Regions from separate parts of the Mus musculus genome. Here region 1 is linked to region 2. A link is a contact called in public HiChIP or PLAC-seq data. All regions are on one chromosome and are shown on one strand. Each heading gives the region's core, a stretch centred on a gene start, on an enhancer-like site or on the middle of the called end of the contact. The rest is flanking DNA. Distances are from core to core; before and after follow the strand shown. Region 1 holds the start of Pelp1 (proline, glutamic acid and leucine rich protein 1). Region 2 has its middle 16 kb from the start of Alox12e.

What was found. HiChIP or PLAC-seq counts read pairs in DNA pulled down with a chosen protein or histone mark.
Region 1: a CTCF HiChIP or PLAC-seq map of CD8 T cells shows a contact between it and region 2, with 5 read pairs. The contact joins the promoter of Pelp1 here to the enhancer-like site in region 2. A contact is called at or near these places in 1 of 39 promoter capture datasets (embryonic stem cells), 1 of 15 datasets of contacts at CTCF or cohesin (CD8 T cells), 12 of 484 Hi-C or Micro-C datasets (the BV-2 cell line, the Ba/F3 cell line, CD4 T cells and 9 more), 11 of 115 datasets of contacts at active chromatin or transcription factors (bone marrow-derived dendritic cells, bone marrow-derived macrophages, embryonic stem cells and 2 more) and 3 of 9 other capture datasets (adipose tissue, embryonic stem cells and liver).

Annotation. Positions count from the first base shown.
Region 1 is chr11:70,408,717-70,413,569 of GRCm38.p6, forward strand. It overlaps Pelp1 (proline, glutamic acid and leucine rich protein 1), which reads right to left and starts at 1,315. Exons shown (of 17, transcript NM_029231.4): 1 at 1,048-1,315. The coding sequence starts at 1,296.
Region 2 is chr11:70,304,270-70,309,398 of GRCm38.p6, forward strand. No RefSeq gene overlaps it. Among named protein-coding and RNA genes, the nearest start is that of Alox12e, 16 kb to the right of the region's middle. Within about 2 kb of position 1,947, at least 62 of the 459 cell types and tissues checked have an H3K27ac peak or open chromatin away from gene starts, as enhancers often do. A contact at or near this core is called in the BV-2 cell line, the Ba/F3 cell line, CD8 T cells and 5 more, where this site is marked.

The sequences.
Region 1 (4,853 bases), core at 65-2,564, 100 kb after region 2:
GCAAGAGACCTTGTCTTGACACAGGAACCTTAGGACCTAAACGTTCCTATGACTTTGATGTGTGCACCGTTGCTACCCTTGGCCCATAACCACTAACATAAACACACATACAGCTGAACAAGATGGCGGATGCCCAGCCACAGGCAGCTGGATCTCGGGGAGTTCTAGGCCAGCCTGGTCTACATAGTTCCAGACCAGCCAGAGCCACATAGTGAGACTTTGCCTCCATAAGAAAAAAAAAAAAAAAAAAAAAAAGGCAGAACTTCACAGACTGCTTATGGAAGTGTGTAAGAAACCACATATCGAGGATGGCACTTGGGTTTCTAGCTTGTAGGAACTGAACGCATGTGAATATTTTGTGCACAGGCTCCTAACCAGGTAGACAACATATTGTCTACCGCCTACCTCACCAGCCTCAACTCTACCCACTCTCTTTAACCACCTAAACCCCGAACCCAAACATTGCCCTCATTTTCCAACCCGTCCTACACGAGTGTTCCTCTAACGTTTCAACTACCCCTTCTAATTTTCTTTCACTACCTAACCCCTGTTCATCTTAAACTCCAGGTCTTTTGGAGAAATCTCTAAATACTCTCTCTACACCGGTTTAGGAAACTCATACCAGATTTAGTTTCGTGTTATGGCATTTTGCTCATCGCCACTATGACTGGAATTGGAGCGCCGAGTAGGAAGGGGTAGGCCCTTGGCTGAGAGCTAGTAAATGTTTGTGTTCAATTACCCTGGGAAAACGCCGCCAAAAGAAGTTTCGCTGAGGACTGAACTAGTCAGGGGACCTGGGATGGAACCGAGCCCCTTCATTGCTTTGTGCTTATCAATGACCTAACAGAAAAGGGGCCTAATACTGCTCTGGGGAACGCGCAGGTAATGAAGTCTGTGGATCGCGTCCTCAATGGTTAAGTGGCTCTATTCTCCACTCTCGGCTCTCCTCGAGCTCACAGCTCCAGTGTCAGCTTCAGGAAGGCGGGACCACGGTGCCCAGCCGCCTCACCAGCCTTTCCACGGTGACCGCGGGAGCCACAGACTTACCTGCGCCCCACCTGCCGTCCCATGCAGCCTCAATAAGCACATGAGCCCGGGCAAATGCGGGGCCCACTGGATTGGGGGATGCACAGGGGCCACGGGGGACGCCGTTCGCGGCTGTAACAACCCGGAAATGCTCTCTAACAGCAGCAGACGCAGACGCGGGCCGGATCCCACCGCAGAGAGACCCCCGGGCCCGCCAGGAGCCCCAGCTGGGGAGCCCGCAGAGGCCCCACTAAGAACGGCCGCCGCCATCTTCACAGGCTCGAGCAATGGCGTGGCGTGATGACGCAAACATAAGTGCGACGCACGCCGCTCGGGGAGGGGTCTTGAGGAGGGGGCTGCGGCCTGCTGGGCTGGATGAATGAGGGCTGGCGCCCTGCGGCAGGAGGGGGCATGCGCAATGTGGGCGAGCGCCAGCGTTGGGGCGGCTTGCAAACTGCTAACCCGGGCTGAGCGCTGTAGGGCGGGGCGGAGGCGTTGCTGCGCAGGCCGGACACGTGGTCTGCAGGAAAGGCGCGGGAGTCTGAAAGATCTCAGTCCAGCGTGGCTTCTGGTCACCTTCTCCCTGGGCTTAGTAATCCTATCTAAGGAGCCAACCCCAAGTCTGAAATCTGGAACGTTCTAAACTGCTTTTCCAACAATGGAAAAACAAGCTCAAACAGTGCACATGCCACAAAGTAGCAGAGGTGTCACTCTGTCCCCAAGACACACCCACAGTCATTTGTGTATTTACATTACTATACACAGTTGTTTTGTTTTTTGAGACAGGGCCCTGGCTGTTCTGGAAATCACTTTGTAGACCAGGCTGACCTCCAACTCAGAAATCCACCTGCCTCTGCCTCCCTAGTGCTGGGATTAAAGGCGTGCGCCACCACGCCCGGCTAACCTATCACTTTCAAAGGCCTCAGCATTGCCTTATTTCCTCCCTCTGCAGTCTGTACACCACACAAAAGCCGAATTGGGCTTTTCTGATATAAGCCAGTTCTTTGTTTTGTTGTTTTTGCTTTTTAACAGGCTGGCCTCAGACATGATGTGGCAATATTCCTGCCTCAGGCTCACAAGTTCAAATGCTGACATTACAGATTGGAGCCAAGAAAGCTTGTCCTTCCCAGTTTAGAGTCCTTCTGTAGCTTCTAGAGATAAGAATATTAACTGGGTGGTGGTGGCACACGCCTTTAATCCCAGCATATTGGGAGGCAGACGCAGGCAGATTTCTGAGTTCAAGGCCAGCCTGGTCTACAAAGTGAGCTCCAGGACAGCCAGGGCTACACAGAGAAACCCTGTCTCAAAAAAACAAACAAAAAAAGATAAGAATATTTCCCTACACAGACTAGAATCTATACCACCTGACCTCAGGCTGTACAAGCACTTCTTTCTTCCTCTGGTCTTTTGTTGTTTTGTTTTAGGGGTGGAGAGATGTTTGAGGTTTTGTTTTGTTTTGTTTCTTCTCCTAGTCTTGGACTAAACTAGCCTTCTTTCTATCCTCCAGCAACATCAATTCCAAGGCCTTTGCACAGACTTCCAATTTTGCCGACAGGCTTGTTGCCATTCTTAGAAAAGTTTTTCTTCCAATCTCTATCACACACACACACACACACACACACACACACACACATACACATACACACACTTTTAAAGTCAAGGTAACCTCCCCTTGAAGGTAACTTCCTATGAAATTAAGGATGGGGTCTGGGGATATGGCTCAGTGGTTAAGAGCACTGACTGCACTTCCAAAGGTCCTGAGTTCAAGTCCCAGCAACCATATGGTGGCTCACAACCATCTGTAATGAGATCTGACTCCCTCTTCTAGAGTGTCTGAAGATAGCTACAGTGTACTTACATATAATAAATAAACAAATAAATAAATAAATAAATAAATAAAAATTAAGGATGGCATCAAATTTCTGACTCTCCTAGCTCTCCCTCCCAAGCACTGGGATCCCAGGCCTGTGCCACCACACCCAGTTCCCTCTGTGCTAGGGCTGGAACCCAGGGCCTTATGCATGCTCCGTAGGCATTTGACCAAGTGAGCTAAATCCTGGTCCTTATTTTTGACTTTTTCTTCCATTTCAATTGTGTGTGTGTGTGTGTGTGTGTGTGTGTGTGAGAGAGAGAGAGAGACAGAGACAGAGACAGAGACAGACAGAGAGAGACAGAGACAGAGGCATGGAGAAAGGAGATTTTATTTTGGAGGTACTTTGAGACAAGGTCTCTCTATGTAGGCCAGGCTGACCTCAAGCTTGCAGCAAATGATGAACCAGCCTGACTCCATCTTAAGATTGAAAGCCATCTTATTACAAGGTCAAACTAAGCTCATCCTGTCTTCTATGAGACTTGGGTTTGACCATGCCGTGACCTATTTTCTGAAATTTGACATGTTCCACACCCTATACCCTAATCTCCACCCTGATGAGATGTTCTGCCAAATAATTTTGAAATGGTCTGGCAAGTTCCTACATAACCAAAAACTCTTGGAAAAATCTCCTATCCTTGCAGTTTGTGGGGCTAATATGAGCTTGCTTAACTCAACTAAAAGAATTTGGGTAATGATCTTTGTTCTCGTTTACTGGGATTAACACAATCTCCCTGCTTCTGCTTGTTGGGTACTGGTATTAAAAGATTCATCACCACCACCACCACACCCAGCTCTCCGCCTGCTCCAACACCTCAGACAGCATCTCACTATGAATCCTGCTTTAGACTCTCTCACCAGCGTGCTCTTTCCTCAGCTTTCCAAGTTCTGGGCCTATGGGCTTGTACCGCCACACCCGGCTCTCATGGGCACATTTCCATGTCTGTAAATAACTTACTTCAGTTATATTCACAACGATCACCTTCTCTTGACTTTTGCTTTCCCTACACACTGGTCCCCCTTTCTCTTCCCAATTATTACAGTGACTTTCACAACTTGAAAAAAGAATCCTAAATTCTACACATTTAAGCCCACATGACCCTGTGTTCAGGATCTGCCTGGTTTCATGATGATCTTCAGTTCTGACTCCTGCACGTGACATGCTTTTGTTCTTCGTCACAGCTGAATATACTTCCTTGATGAGCCTAGATGCTGTGACTTAGCTACTGTGAGCAGTGCCACGGTGCACATGGGTTCCTGGCAGCTCTTCTGCCACCTGCCGCTTTCAGCAGTGTGTGCTCAGGTGCTCAGGAGTAGCATAGCTGAGTCACGTAATAGTTGTGTTGTTACTTTCTGAAACACCACTGTGTGGATTTCAGGAACGGCTGGACTAAGTTAACACTCCTTGGCAGTGTCTAAGGGGACACTTGCATCCTTCCTTCCTCCTCTTCCTCACCGGCATGCTGGCACGGGTAGTTTTCTTGATAATAACTATATGGACTAGGATGAAGTACATTTTCACTGTTGTAAAGTTCTAGTGGTGGTGGTGGTGGTGGTGGTGGTGGTGGTGGTGGTGGTGGTGGTGTGTGTGTGTGAGAGAGAGACAGAGAGACAGAGAGAGAGAGACAGAGAGAGAGAGAGAGACTCACACAGTTCAAGCTACCCTTGAGCTTCCCACTCCGAGGATGACCTTGATCCTTCTGCCTCTGTCACCTTACTGATGAAATTACAGGCATTCAGGACACCGCTCCTGTCTTTCAGTTTGTGCTACCCTAATGGCTGAAGAGGTTGAACATCTATTCTGGTATTTATTGGCTGTTGAAAACTGTCTGTTCAGCTTGGGCTTCTTTCTTCTTCTTCTTCTTCTTCTTCTTCTTCTTCTTCTTCTTCTTCTTCTTCTTCTCCTCCTCCTCCTCCTCCTCCTCCTCCACCTCTTCCTCCTCCTCTTCTCTCATAC
Region 2 (5,129 bases), core at 697-3,196:
CAGGAACAAAAGACTTTATTACCCACACAAAGTTTCTCCAAGGGAAAACTGTATCAGTTGGAGTTACATCACTGTAACAGCGTACCCCAGATAATTAATTTAAAAAGAAGAAAGGTTTATTTTGTCTCCTGGGTTCAAAGGTTTCAGTCCATGGTGGTTTCAGTGCTTTGGGCCTGTGCTGAGGGGGAAAATCATTGTAGCAAATGAGCCTAACAAGGCTGCTCACCTCCTATAGGCAGCAGAGAGGAAGGGCAAGAACAATGTCAGTCAGGGACTCACTTCTGTCCATGAGGCCCCATGAGGTCCTAAGAGTCACTGATTCCCAGTAAACAGCCTGACTTTCAGTGCTCAGTCTTGGGGGCACATTTCATCCTCAAACCTCTGCTCCCCAAATACTCATTTCCCATGGCATAATGTACAGAATGTTTAGCCCATCTCCAAGAGTTCTTAAAGTTTCAAAAGTTCCAATTTGTTTAAAAGTCCAAATATACATACATACACACATACATACATACATACATACATATGCTCCAAGATACAATTATATGGAGAAAACACTTATGTTCTGAAAGGGAAAAGTGGACAGAAAGGTGCCGCAGACCCTCTGGGTCCCTGAATCTGCGTAGAACGGATTCTCTTGAACAGATGGGCAAAGAGTTAGATGGAGTGACAGACAGACAAACACGCAAGAGTGGTGTTGGATCTGAATGTAATTTTCCAGTCGAGCCTCAGACTTTTTATAATACAGAGTAAATTGCAAATCATAACAGAATAAGGCACATTGAATTTTTCCAGGTGCAAAAGGAGTGACTTCAAAAGGAACCAGATAAATGTTTACATTAGAGATTAGCACCTTCTGCCAGGCAAGAGTTTTACACTTAGTATTAATAGCACCAGGGTTGTTAACTCTTGACACGCCTCAAGAATAATGTAGTGTCACTGACCCCAAAATTCTCTAGGCCTTGTTAAATTATCTATGTCTGGAGACTTTCCATTTATCAGTATAGTATACTAATTTGCTCTTGGCATGGGATGTAGTCTGTAATATGAATTTTTATCTCAGTGAGAATTTTAGACTCTTTCTGCAGACAACTGAATTAATGGCTAGTGCTTTATTGTTTTATGGTAGTGCTTAATTAGTTACTGAATAGGTTAAACTCCTTGCTGCTAACTGGAATCTAAGAACACTGGGAAAAGGCTTTAGCTATGTTAGAATTTAATCTTAAAAGTCATTTACTATAAGGTAATACTATATAGAGTGCACGTGGATCCATACACTAGGCTAATGTGGATTTGGAAAATTAATTTTATGAGTTAAGGGAATAGCCAAAGATCCAGGAGTAAGTTTCCTTGAAACTCTTTCCTCATGAGAAAGCTTTCAGATTTTCATCTGTCAAGCTGACTCCACTGGAGTCCCGTGGCAGAAAGGGAGACACAGACAGAAAGCAAGGCTGAACCCACCAGGTCATATTCAGGCTCGTTGCTTCTGTCTGGTGTCTAGGCTAGCATAATAGAAGCTCCAAGCAATAGGGCAGATGGGGCTGGAGAGATTACTCAGCAGTTAAAAGCACTTATTGCTCTTTCAGAAGACCCACGTTCGAGTCCCATTACCCACCTGCTCACAACCATCTACAACTGTAGTTCCAGGGTTTCTGATGCCCTCTTCTAGCCTCTGCAGGCACTGCAGTGCATGTGTATACTTTTGTTACATAGCCCCATGGCTGTTTTTCTGTTATGTGTCTTACCCTGCATCTTAACTTGAGGAGGGTACGAGTGACTGCTTAGGCCCTAGCGATGCAATGGCTCTTGGGATGGTTAAAAAAAACATGTCCTTGATTTAATTATCCGTGAAAGCGCCACATGTTGTGAATTGTTACCAGTGAACTGTGTACATGACCTAGCTAAATTTCAACCTCACCCTAGAGTTTGACGACAGGATGCCCAAAGGCCAGGAGTTCCTCTTTCGATGACTTATTCAACCCTGGGTAGCTTTAAAGTGACTGCCAGAGCAGCCAGCAGATAACCTCCAGGTTCATTATATTCTAATTTCCGTCCTAAGTGACTCAACTACTGCAGAGACGACAGGAAGTGTCAGACCATCAAGGAAGCAAAGGAGAGGCATGCTCAAGTTCCGGGAATCTTCTCTTGCTCCAGGAAAGGTCACCGACACTCGTCCCCTGGCATCCCCTCCCCCTACTGTCCTTGTCCTGGTTTTGTGTGTGTGTGTGTGTGTGTGTGTGTGTGTGTGTGTATTTGACCATGTGATCTGGGAGGAAGGCTTCCAGCTCTGTTCACTCGTCACCTTATGAACATGCTGCCTGTGTTCAGTTTCCCTTTTGCAATTTGACTTTGAAAACCTCAACAAAGAGCCCCACCCTGAGGGTCCCTTCCTCACTAGCATCTCTAGCAACCCTAGTAGCAAACAAACCCTAAATTCTCAAACTATATATTTAAGACCTTTTTAACAGTAAAATATCAATTTGGAGATAGTCAAATGGAAGCTTTCAGCGCTGGCCTCTGCTCCTACAAGAAAGAGTGACGAACGCGTTGGAGTTGCATGGCTGAAGGGGAGCGTGGGAAGGGGAGACAGAGGGACTCTGCAAGTCCCTGATACCTTGGACAGGAGCCTAGGCAATGCAGTAAGCCACACTGGCACTAAGCCCTGCAGGACGCTGCTCACATCACAGGGAAGGGCTTGACAAGGGAGGCCCAGCAGATCCTGCTGCACAGGTGACACTAATAGCCAGAGGACAGTCCAACAGTTGTCACAGGCTTAAAGTGAGTTAGGGGAGCTACCTGGATCCTGCAGTTTTGCCTCAGAGGAGAAACTCACATTACCTTCTGATACACTTACACCATCAGAGCCACTGTCGGAATTCGGTTCCCTGGAGGAAGGACACCGCTTACACCATCTTCCCCGGGGTCACCATCACACCAGAGTCTGGGGCTCCCTTCCCACATAGACTTGGCAGTGTAACCATGACTCCAACATCTCACTTCTGACTATAGTAGGCAGACATTTCATTTTAGCAGAGATATGGCCACTTGGAAGATCTGAGTTAGAAAAGACCTATTCTCTGGGGCTTGAGACTGGTCCTGCATCTGCCACTGCCTCTATTTCAGATGTCAGCCACCCCTTGGCTCTTGTCACTTCTAGGTCTGAGGACACTCATTTCTCATTCCCTGTGTTCCTAGGACCACCATTACCAGAGGTCTAGTGGTATCCAAGGGAATACAAAGAGTAGATATGTCTCTAAGCAGACACACTTACACATATACATGCAACACAGACACACATGCATACACACACAATGTAGATAAATACAACACACACATGCATGTCTCTCTCTCACACAGAGACACCCACCCCTGTGGGTGCATAGAATATGCAAAATTAGGTTATGCGTCTGTATGTTTGCAACAAGCACAAGAATGCCAATGTTTGAAATACAGCACCACTCAGAGGAGTAGTTAACAGAACGTGACAGTAAGGCAGCTGAGAACAAGTGATACGGCATTCTATGCCTGATGACTGAAGACTTAGTCAGAACCTCAATCCTCCTCAACAGAGGCACAGTTTTAATACAATGTATTTCCAATTTCCAACAGTAATGTGCATATCAGTAAGATTAGTCTGAAAGGTTTGTACAAAGGGAACCACAGTAGAACGGCTAACGCAGTTGACAAGAATAAAGTCATAGGTAAGGTCGGTCTACTCATTTTTGAGACTTACGTAACTATAGTACTCAGAATTAAGACTAAGGAGGAAAGAATACACAGAGCAGTGGAACAGTGTAAGAGCAACACAGCCAGAGCTCTTGACTCTAGCTGCATATGTATCAAAAGATGACCTAGTCGGCCATCACTGGAAAGAGAGGCCCATTGGTCAGGCAAATGTTATATGCCCCAGTACAGGGGAATGCCAGGGCCAAAAAATGGGAATGGGTGGGTAGGGGAGTGGCGGGGGGGGGGGGACTTTTGGGATAGCATTGGAAATGTAATTGAAGAAAATACGTAATAAAACAAAACAAAAAAAAAAAAAAAACAACAACAACAAAAAAAAAAAAGAGCAACACAGCCATGTCACAGCCGTCTCCGGAAAAAAAAAAAAGATGTAATGTTTTGTTTTATTTTATTTTATTTTATTTTATTTACATGGTGTTTTTTTGTCTGTGTACCTCATACATCACTGCCTATAGTGGCCAGGAGAGGGTGCCAGATCCCCTGCAACTGGAGTTACAGATGGATGTGAGCCAACATTTGGGTCCTGAGAATCAAACCCAGGTCCTCTCTCTGCATGAACAACCACTGATCTTAACTTCTAAGCCATGTTTCTAAAAATTTGGTATCTATGGGTTCTGAAAAAGAAACTTGCCTCATGCCTTGTATAAAAATTACCTTAGAATGCATACTAGACTAATGTCTAAAATATGAATCTGTGGAGCATTCAGGAAAAAAAAATGGAAAGATTGTCAGTATGAAGAGATAGTCAGGCTGGGTGTTGGTGGTGAACACCTTTAATCCCAGCACTTGGGAGGCAGAGCCAGACACGTCTCTGAAAGTTCGAGCCAGCCTGGTCTACAGAGTGAGTTTCAGGAAAGCCAGGGCTACACAGAGAAACCCTGTCTCGAAAAACCAAAACACAAATAACAACAACAAAAGAGATCGTCAAAGAATTCTCAGACTTCAACCAAAAAAGCACAATCTACACAAAGAATAATGAATAAACAAACTGCAGAAAATTAAAAACTTCAGCCGCATGAGGGGAAAGGGGAACTCAGTTGTCTCCTGGATACACTGTATTCAAGCCACGTTTCACCCCAAGTGATGGTGAGCTTTTTTTTTTCCAAAATTAGACAAAGAAATACAATTGAAGCACAAAAATAGGAAACTGAAGTTAATACCAGGAAATAAAACAATAAGAATGAGCATAATGAAGCATTTTAAATTAAGACAAGAATACTAATCTTTAAATCTGTTTATATTTGTAAAACTCCAAGAAAAAAATTTTTAAGAAGAATCACAACTATGTACATAATTTTTTGTTGCTGTTGTTTTTTTCCTTAATCATAGTAATTCTGTTGCTAGGGGGGAAAGGAGGTTGGAAAATACTCATAATTTAGTGTTAA